Linked DNA regions of Mus musculus: region 1 is linked to region 2. Evidence: chromatin contacts called from public HiChIP or PLAC-seq data. All regions are on one chromosome and are shown on one strand. Each heading gives the region's core, a stretch centred on a gene start, on an enhancer-like site or on the middle of the called end of the contact. The rest is flanking DNA. Distances are from core to core; before and after follow the strand shown. Region 1 overlaps Megf11 (multiple EGF-like-domains 11). Region 2 overlaps Megf11 (multiple EGF-like-domains 11).

Region 1 (3,628 bases), core at 117-2,616, 150 kb before region 2:
ATGCAGGCAGGCAAATACATCAGTGCACATAAAAATAAACAAATCTTGAAAAAACAAAACAAAACAAAAAAGATGGGCAGATCCCAGGAGTTCACTGGCCAGCCAACCCCGCCCAGCCAGTGATCTGTAGGTTCATTGAGAGATCTTGTCTTGAAATATAATGTTTTTTTTTGTTTTTTTGTTTTTTTTTTTTTTTCGAGACAGGGTTTCTCTATATAGCTCTGGCTGTCCTGGAGCTCACTTTGTAGACCAGGCTGGCCTCGAACTCAGAAATCCGCCTGCCTCTGCCTCCCGAGTGCTGGGATTAAAGGCATGTGCCACCACGCCCGGCTTTTGAAATATAATGTGGAAAGGAACTGAGTAAAATATCTGATATTGCTTCTGAGCTCATGTGTACACACACATGTTCACAGATGCCTACATGCACATGTGAATATATGCTCTCATATACATGAACACATTAGCACACAGAGAGCCTTTTATAACATAAAAAAACATCTGTCCTTGCTAGGAGACCAATAAATGTAAATTAAATCATCATAGTGGTCCCATTTCACACCTCCTAAATTAGCAATTGAGAGGAAAAACAATAAGAGTCACTTTGACAATGGCACACTGGAGCTGGTACACCATTACTGATGGTGGTGAAAATTGGGACAATTGTTTTGGAAAGCAGTATGACCAGGGTTATAAAAACCCTCGTTTACTTTGACCCAGTAATCCCCATCATGACATCCTGTCCAATGGAGCCATTCACAGGAGTAGCCAGCATTCCATATGCACGGTGATGTTTGCTGCAACATTATCTGTAATAGCCCCAAATGGGGAGCAACTGAAATGTTCAACCGTAGGGGAATTGTTTAAGTAAATTATGGTATATGAACTCAACAAACTATTATGCAGCCATTTAAAATATTGATGAAAACAATGTTTCATGGAAAATGCATATGATAAAAATGTGAAATGAAAGACCCAGAATGCAAAATTATGAACACATTATAACAATGGAATGAAAACATAGGCATGCTGACAAGAATCAGAAGGGACTTTGCAAAAAATGAAATTAATTATCTTTCCAGGGTGGTTGAACCCAAGGTGATTTATTTGTATTTTTAAGCCTTTTTCCTGTAATATTGGTGTAATGCCACTCACACAATGCAGGAGTTAAGAAGCCAAATAATAAATGTATGTTAGACAAATACAAGGTGTGGGGGTGGGAAGAAGAGTTTTATCTGGGGAACTTGGATCCGGTCCTGTCTCTATCTAGAAAATCCTGGCAAGATTTCCTGTGGTCAGAGCACACAGTGGGATTGTGGGTAGAGCTGAGCTTTAGAAAAGGGTAGACATGTCAACAGGACTGTCCTGCCTTGGGGGAGGGTTTCTCTTACTTCCTCTGGGTATATTTGCAGGAAGTTATGCTTCTCTGAGTGTCCTAGAAGCTGGGCCAGGCAAGGTTGCAGAGACCATGGTCATAAGGTCAAGGTTTCGTCTGCCAGGCTGAGCCTGGACACAGAAAGGCTGTCACTTCTATCCCTAGCCCTCTGCCCCCCAAGCCTTGGGACATTCTACATGCCCAGACTTGACAGTCCCAGTTTGTACTTGCTGTCCAGGCATAATTATTAATAGTCCCCTTTAGTCTCAGAAGTGTCCTAGTTGGAACACGGTCACTTTATAGGAAAAGCAGACAGGAATGCTGAGTCCGTGGCTGACGAGTTGTCGGGTAGAGGGTGGGGATATCTTTTTCCTGGGGAGTCCAGGCAGAGGTGACAAGAAGTGTTCTTGGTAGGCCCTGAGTCACCTGCATCCCACATCCCAACTCCCACAGGCTGACTGTCCTGAGAGCCCCATGCCTCCCTTTCTGCCCCCTGGTCTGCTTCTTCATTCGGTCTCCACTAACTTCTACTACTTCTGAGGCCCATGTCTCTTCTTTCTGGATCTTTCCAGGGCAAACTGCCCTTTCCCTACACAGGACCTTGGAGGGTCTCTGTTTTAATCAGATACTCTTCAATATCACACCAGCCCAGCTCAGTCTCTGCTGAGCTAGTCAAATTCCTTTTCTCTATTCCCAGGGACATTTTTCACCTGTCCTCCCTGCAACCAATGTTATGGTAAGGCTAAGCGAGGCCATAATTCTCCCCGGTGTCATGGGGATGCCTAGAATCTACTGCTCTGACAGTGACAAAGTCCTTCGGGCTAAGCACACTCACAGACAGATTCCTTCCCATGCATACTTGGTGCCATTTGTGATCCACATACTAGGGACATGCCATAGGAGGGACTGCAGAAGATACTGTAGTCCCATTGACACATGCATGTCACATACAAACATACATACATGCATACACACATATGTATATATGTATATGTATGTATGTATATATACACACATATATGTATATATATATATGTATATGTGTATATATATATATATATATATATATATATATATATATATATATATATAAAACCAAGTAAATATCCCACTTCTAAACTACACAAACATCACACATGACACATACCATAGACCACACCTCCTTTACACGCCCTAGGTAGACATTATAGCCCCATTTTCCTCATCCATGACTGACCCCCTCAGTGCCCCATGCTTCTTGAGGAAAATGTTCAATTCTTAGCACAGAAGCCCCATACACCCCACACTGCTCAAGGACTTCCAGGAGAGATATTCATTACTATTAATGAGCATCACATGCCTGGCTAATTCCAGGGCTGGGCCCAAGGGCCTGACCTAGGCTCTGATTTCTGAAAATCCAATAGAAGGCCAACAGACTCACATGCTGGTTTGTAGGACTGAGATGCTTGTACCAGCAGGCCTGTCTCCAAATCCAAACCAGTGGGATGAGCAGCTGGATGTGGGAACAGCAGACACCTCGTCCTAACGGAGGAAGGCTGGATGCCCTGGCTGACTGCATTCCTGTAGCATCAGGACCAATCTCAAAGTGATGGCAGTTTATAGTGTCTTCATGGATCCCCAGTCTTATTGCAGTGCACCGACCTTTGCTTTCTTCACCTTTATTCTTGGTCCCTTTGAACTAATTTGTGACTCTTGCTAGTTAGTGTCCTTCAATGGGGTGCTCTGCCTGTTTGGGCACAGCTGGGACCTTTCCTGTCCAGTCCAGCTTCCCTCTATGAGATATGGTCTTGAACAAGTATGCCCATGCTTTAGTGGGGCCTGGGTGGAGAGTAACCAGCATCATCTCCTGGTCACCACCCTTATCCCCGCTGAGGCCAAGCTGGGTTCTTCCTTTGCCCAGAACATTCTGCCACATTAGAGGTGAGTGTGGGGGAGGTATCGCCATCCAAAGGAAGTGCTGCCCTTACCCAGGAGCTGACAGGCAGTGAAGTATGGTAAAGAGTCTCCGTAGATGACCTCAAAGCTCAGAGTCAGAGGGCAGCGGTGGAGAAGCTGAGCTGGGCACACAGCTGACCTTGACTCCAACCCATGGTCCGCCATCAATTAGGCGTGTGATCTCAGGCAATTGCTCACCTTCCCCACACTCCAGTCTCCAATCCTGTAAATGTGAAAAATGTGTTGTGTGCAGTGCAGATGGGCATGGAGCAAATGACACAGCATAGAACGGTACGGGTCACAGTGTGATATCTGTCTGAT
Region 2 (3,591 bases), core at 751-3,250:
GACCTGACCCCTGATATATAAATATAGTCACTGATAAAGTCCAGCTTCACTGCCAGAACACCCACAATGCAGTCGCTATGGTCCCCACCCTCCTAGGCCCTCTGCCCACGCTGAGACTACACCACTCCCATGGAAACTCAGTCTCCAGTGCTAATTGCATTAACCTATGCAGTTGATAGAACTCTTTCCTTCTCCAGGTCGGTTGCTACGCCTGGCATGACTAGCACTCTTCCAGAAAAGAAAACTGGAACACAGAAAAGCTGAGAAACCTGCCCAAGGTCACAGAGCTCAGGACTTAAATGGGATACAGCAGCTGCTTTGAAATAAATCCCATGTACTGTGCGTGTGCGTGTGCGTGTGTGTGCGTGTGTGTTATTAGAGTTTGAACCTAAGGCTTCCCACATGCTGGGCATACTACTTAGCAAAACACCAACCCCGCCCTCTTTGCTTGTCAGACAGGGTCTCGTCTAAGTTCTCCAGGCTGGCCTTGAACTAACTCACTCTGTAGCCCACAAAGGTCTTGAACTTGTGATCCTCCTGCCTCAGCCTCTCAAGTGCTAGGATTACAGGCCTTGACCATCACTCCTGGTTTCTGCAGTGCTGCGGATGGAACCCAGCACTTATGTGCATGTTGGGCAAGCACTCTACAGACTGAGCTACATCCCCACCTTCGGTCCATCTACATTTTAATCCCAGCTCTGGCTCCCATTAGCTGTGAACCCTGAGTTGAGTTGCTTAACCTCTCTGAGCCTGTTCCCTTGCCAAGCGGTTGCATTAATTACTAGCTAGTTCACGAGGTGCACGGGAGGACGAGATAAGATGAACTATAATGAAAGCAACAGAACATAGAAAGCAGTTAATAAATGTTTGGTTTTCTTCCCTTCCAATTCCAAATCCTAAAACATATTGCTTTGGGACCATTCCAACACAGAGGTTACAAAGAACTTTGCCGTGGGAAAATATACATTTCTCAAGAGCGATTGGAATCTAGAGACAGGGCTGCCCAAGCCTTTGTCCACAGCAGTCCTGGCTTCCTTTCTACTCTCCTTATCTCCATGACCAGTCAGCCCTCTAGGGCCAGGGTATCCCCTCACATACAGGATACACATAGGCAAGTCCATGCTCTCTCTCTCTCTCTCTCTCTCTCTCACACACACACACACACACACACACACACACACACACACACACACACACACACCATGGTTCAGCATCTGGACCCAGGCAAGATTTCTGGGAGCTCCGCATCTCTTCACCTGGGCTCCACATCCACAAAGTGAAGATCCCAGAGGCACCCTCATTGGCGCCTCCCTCACACCTGTGCTGAAAGAGCCAAGGGGCCTGAAGAAAAATGGATGCTCCCAGGTCCTTCCCTGGGAGCAGAGCTGGCCTGTCAGACACAGTTGCAGGCTCTACTCTTCCTTCCACCCCACAGCCCCGCAGGTCTTCGTGCACCCAGAGAGCAGGCATCCACCTCAGGCTTCTCCCAGCTCCAACAAGCCGCCGGTGGACACCCTTATGGGCAATCAGACAGGACTCACACATTTCCTTTAACTTCCTTCTGCAAGGAGGCTGCCTTTCACTTGTCTCCAGTCAGCAGATTTGCCCTACAGTCTGTGGCTATTGTGGGTGGAGCTGGCCCACAGCCATTCCGAGCAAATGGGTTATCCAGCAGGGGAAGGAAAACAGGAGCTTTAACTAAATAAGCAAAGGACCCGGGGAAGCCAGAGGGGGGGGAGGGGAGAGGGTGAATTGCACAAATGCAAATTAGAATTATTTAAAAATTAAAAGTTATTTTAATTATTTAACCTAATTGCTGCCCTGTTCTCCCAGGGAGAGCCCCACTTGCCTTCCGTGGGGTGCAGAGCATTAAACTGAGTCCTGGAGCAGTGCAGGCAAGAAACAAGAGCACCCGTGTTTCAAAATCCCTCTGTGTGCTGGGATGGGGAGGTGGCTGAGGGCAGAAGGATGGCCGATGTGGGTGGGGACTGGAGGCTGAGGGCAGGCACAATATGAACAGGGAGGTGCCCAGCAGCTATCCCCTAACATGAACAGCGCCCTGTGTGGTTGACAGCATCGGGACCCAGGTCCTACTGTGCAGAGCTGAAGCCCAGGAAGGCTGGGGCTGAAGCTGACAGAGTAAGCAGTAGCCCCATACCCAAAGCCCTTCCCCCTCCCCGCTCTACTGCACCAGTCTAAGGAAGAGGGGAGGGGTAGCAGGAACTGAGGCCTCCTATGCCAGGCGAACAGTGATTCCAATCCAGCTGCAGTTGCGGAGTGATCTTAGACAAAAGCCTCAAGTCTCTGAGCCCTGGTGTCCATGTGGAAAGGCGGGAACTGGCTCCTCCTCACAGGGCTGTCGAGAGGGTCAAAGGGCACATACATGGATAGCACCACCACTTAGTAGGTGCTTAACAGGGCTTTATCACTCCAAGGAGTCTGGAAGAAGGAGACGTCCCATGACTTGCCAGGCTAAGTAGTTTTTCACTTAGCTGCTCTCAAAGTCGCTGAAGCCCCACAGGTTCCTAGAAACATGAGTCTCCAGGGGTCTTAAGCTCTCTGGGAGACACTAGCCTATAGTCACAGGCCTCTGTCACATGTGTCGACTGAGGGTGTAACACAGTGATATGGACTCTAGCAGCAAGAAAGATTTAGGGTAGACGCTAAGCACAGCTTTTGTAAAGGGCTCTAAAAGACAAAGATGGTCTATAGGGACAGGAGAGAGCAAAACTGAGCCCTCTGTGACCCAGGAAGAGAATATAAGGGTCAGGGGATCCCAAGACCCTTGTCCAGCATGTTGGTAACCAGACGGACAGAAGTCTCTAGAAGGAAGTAAAGATCACAGTAGGGAGGAAGTGTTCTGAGTAACTCTGAGTTCGCTCCTTTCAGAATGTCTGACTGTCACTGATTCTGACCACCAAGTCCCCCAGGGGGGCATCCAGATGACCCCACAACTGAGCCCACTCTGAAGCCTAGGGCACCATTCTGGTGATCCTGTTCACCTACTCACCATTCACAGCACACCCGATAGATACCAGCACCATGCCAGGCCCTGGGCACTACCTACAGCTTTGGTCTCCTTTCTATTCATCCAGGGAAGAGTCTGATTTTCATGTGATTTGCATAAATTTGCATTTTCAATTGGGGAAAATAAAAAGACCTTCAACTCCAAGTAGCTGAGATAAAATAAATTGGCATTTTTTTTATTGTCCCTGCTGCAGCAATTGGATTCTACCCTAACACCAGGCTTTAGCTGTAGCCTCAGAGGGCCTGTCAGAGATGAGGCTGGGTTTCATAGACAAGGAACAACAGGTTCCTCCCCAAAGCCCAGGCCAGGAAAGATAGAGGGTGCCCAGAACAGGACTCAGAGTGGGCTCATTTTGTTGACTGCTCCCCCAGAAGCCAAGGAGCAAGCTGTCTGCTGAAGGTGGCCCACTGCTCAGAATGGGCTTATCCTTGATCCTAGACACTCTCAAGGCTACACCTCCAGGGCAGGCTCCCTGACCCTGAAGGTCACCACCACTCTTTGCTCTCATCTGGAATCTTCACACATGCTTTGAAGGGTGACAGGTGCCACCAGGGAGAGAACTG

What was found. HiChIP or PLAC-seq counts read pairs in DNA pulled down with a chosen protein or histone mark.
Region 1: a contact with region 2 is called in an H3K4me3 HiChIP or PLAC-seq map of bone marrow-derived macrophages, with 2.9 times the contacts expected there. The contact joins two enhancer-like sites. A contact is called at or near these places in 2 of 484 Hi-C or Micro-C datasets (the G1E-ER4 cell line and nephron progenitors), 3 of 115 datasets of contacts at active chromatin or transcription factors (bone marrow-derived macrophages, embryonic stem cells and stem cell-derived neural progenitor cells) and 1 of 9 other capture datasets (embryonic stem cells).

Annotation. Positions count from the first base shown.
Region 1 is chr9:64,598,644-64,602,271 of GRCm38.p6, reverse strand. The region is part of intron 5 of Megf11 (multiple EGF-like-domains 11); the gene reads right to left. Among named protein-coding and RNA genes, the nearest start is that of Gm36311, 85 kb to the left of the region's middle. Within about 2 kb of position 1,366, at least 3 of the 459 cell types and tissues checked have an H3K27ac peak or open chromatin away from gene starts, as enhancers often do. A contact at or near this core is called in bone marrow-derived macrophages, where this site is marked.
Region 2 is chr9:64,445,735-64,449,325 of GRCm38.p6, reverse strand. The region is part of intron 1 of Megf11 (multiple EGF-like-domains 11); the gene reads right to left. Among named protein-coding and RNA genes, the nearest start is that of Megf11, 62 kb to the right of the region's middle. Within about 2 kb of position 2,000, at least 40 of the 459 cell types and tissues checked have an H3K27ac peak or open chromatin away from gene starts, as enhancers often do. A contact at or near this core is called in bone marrow-derived macrophages, where this site is marked.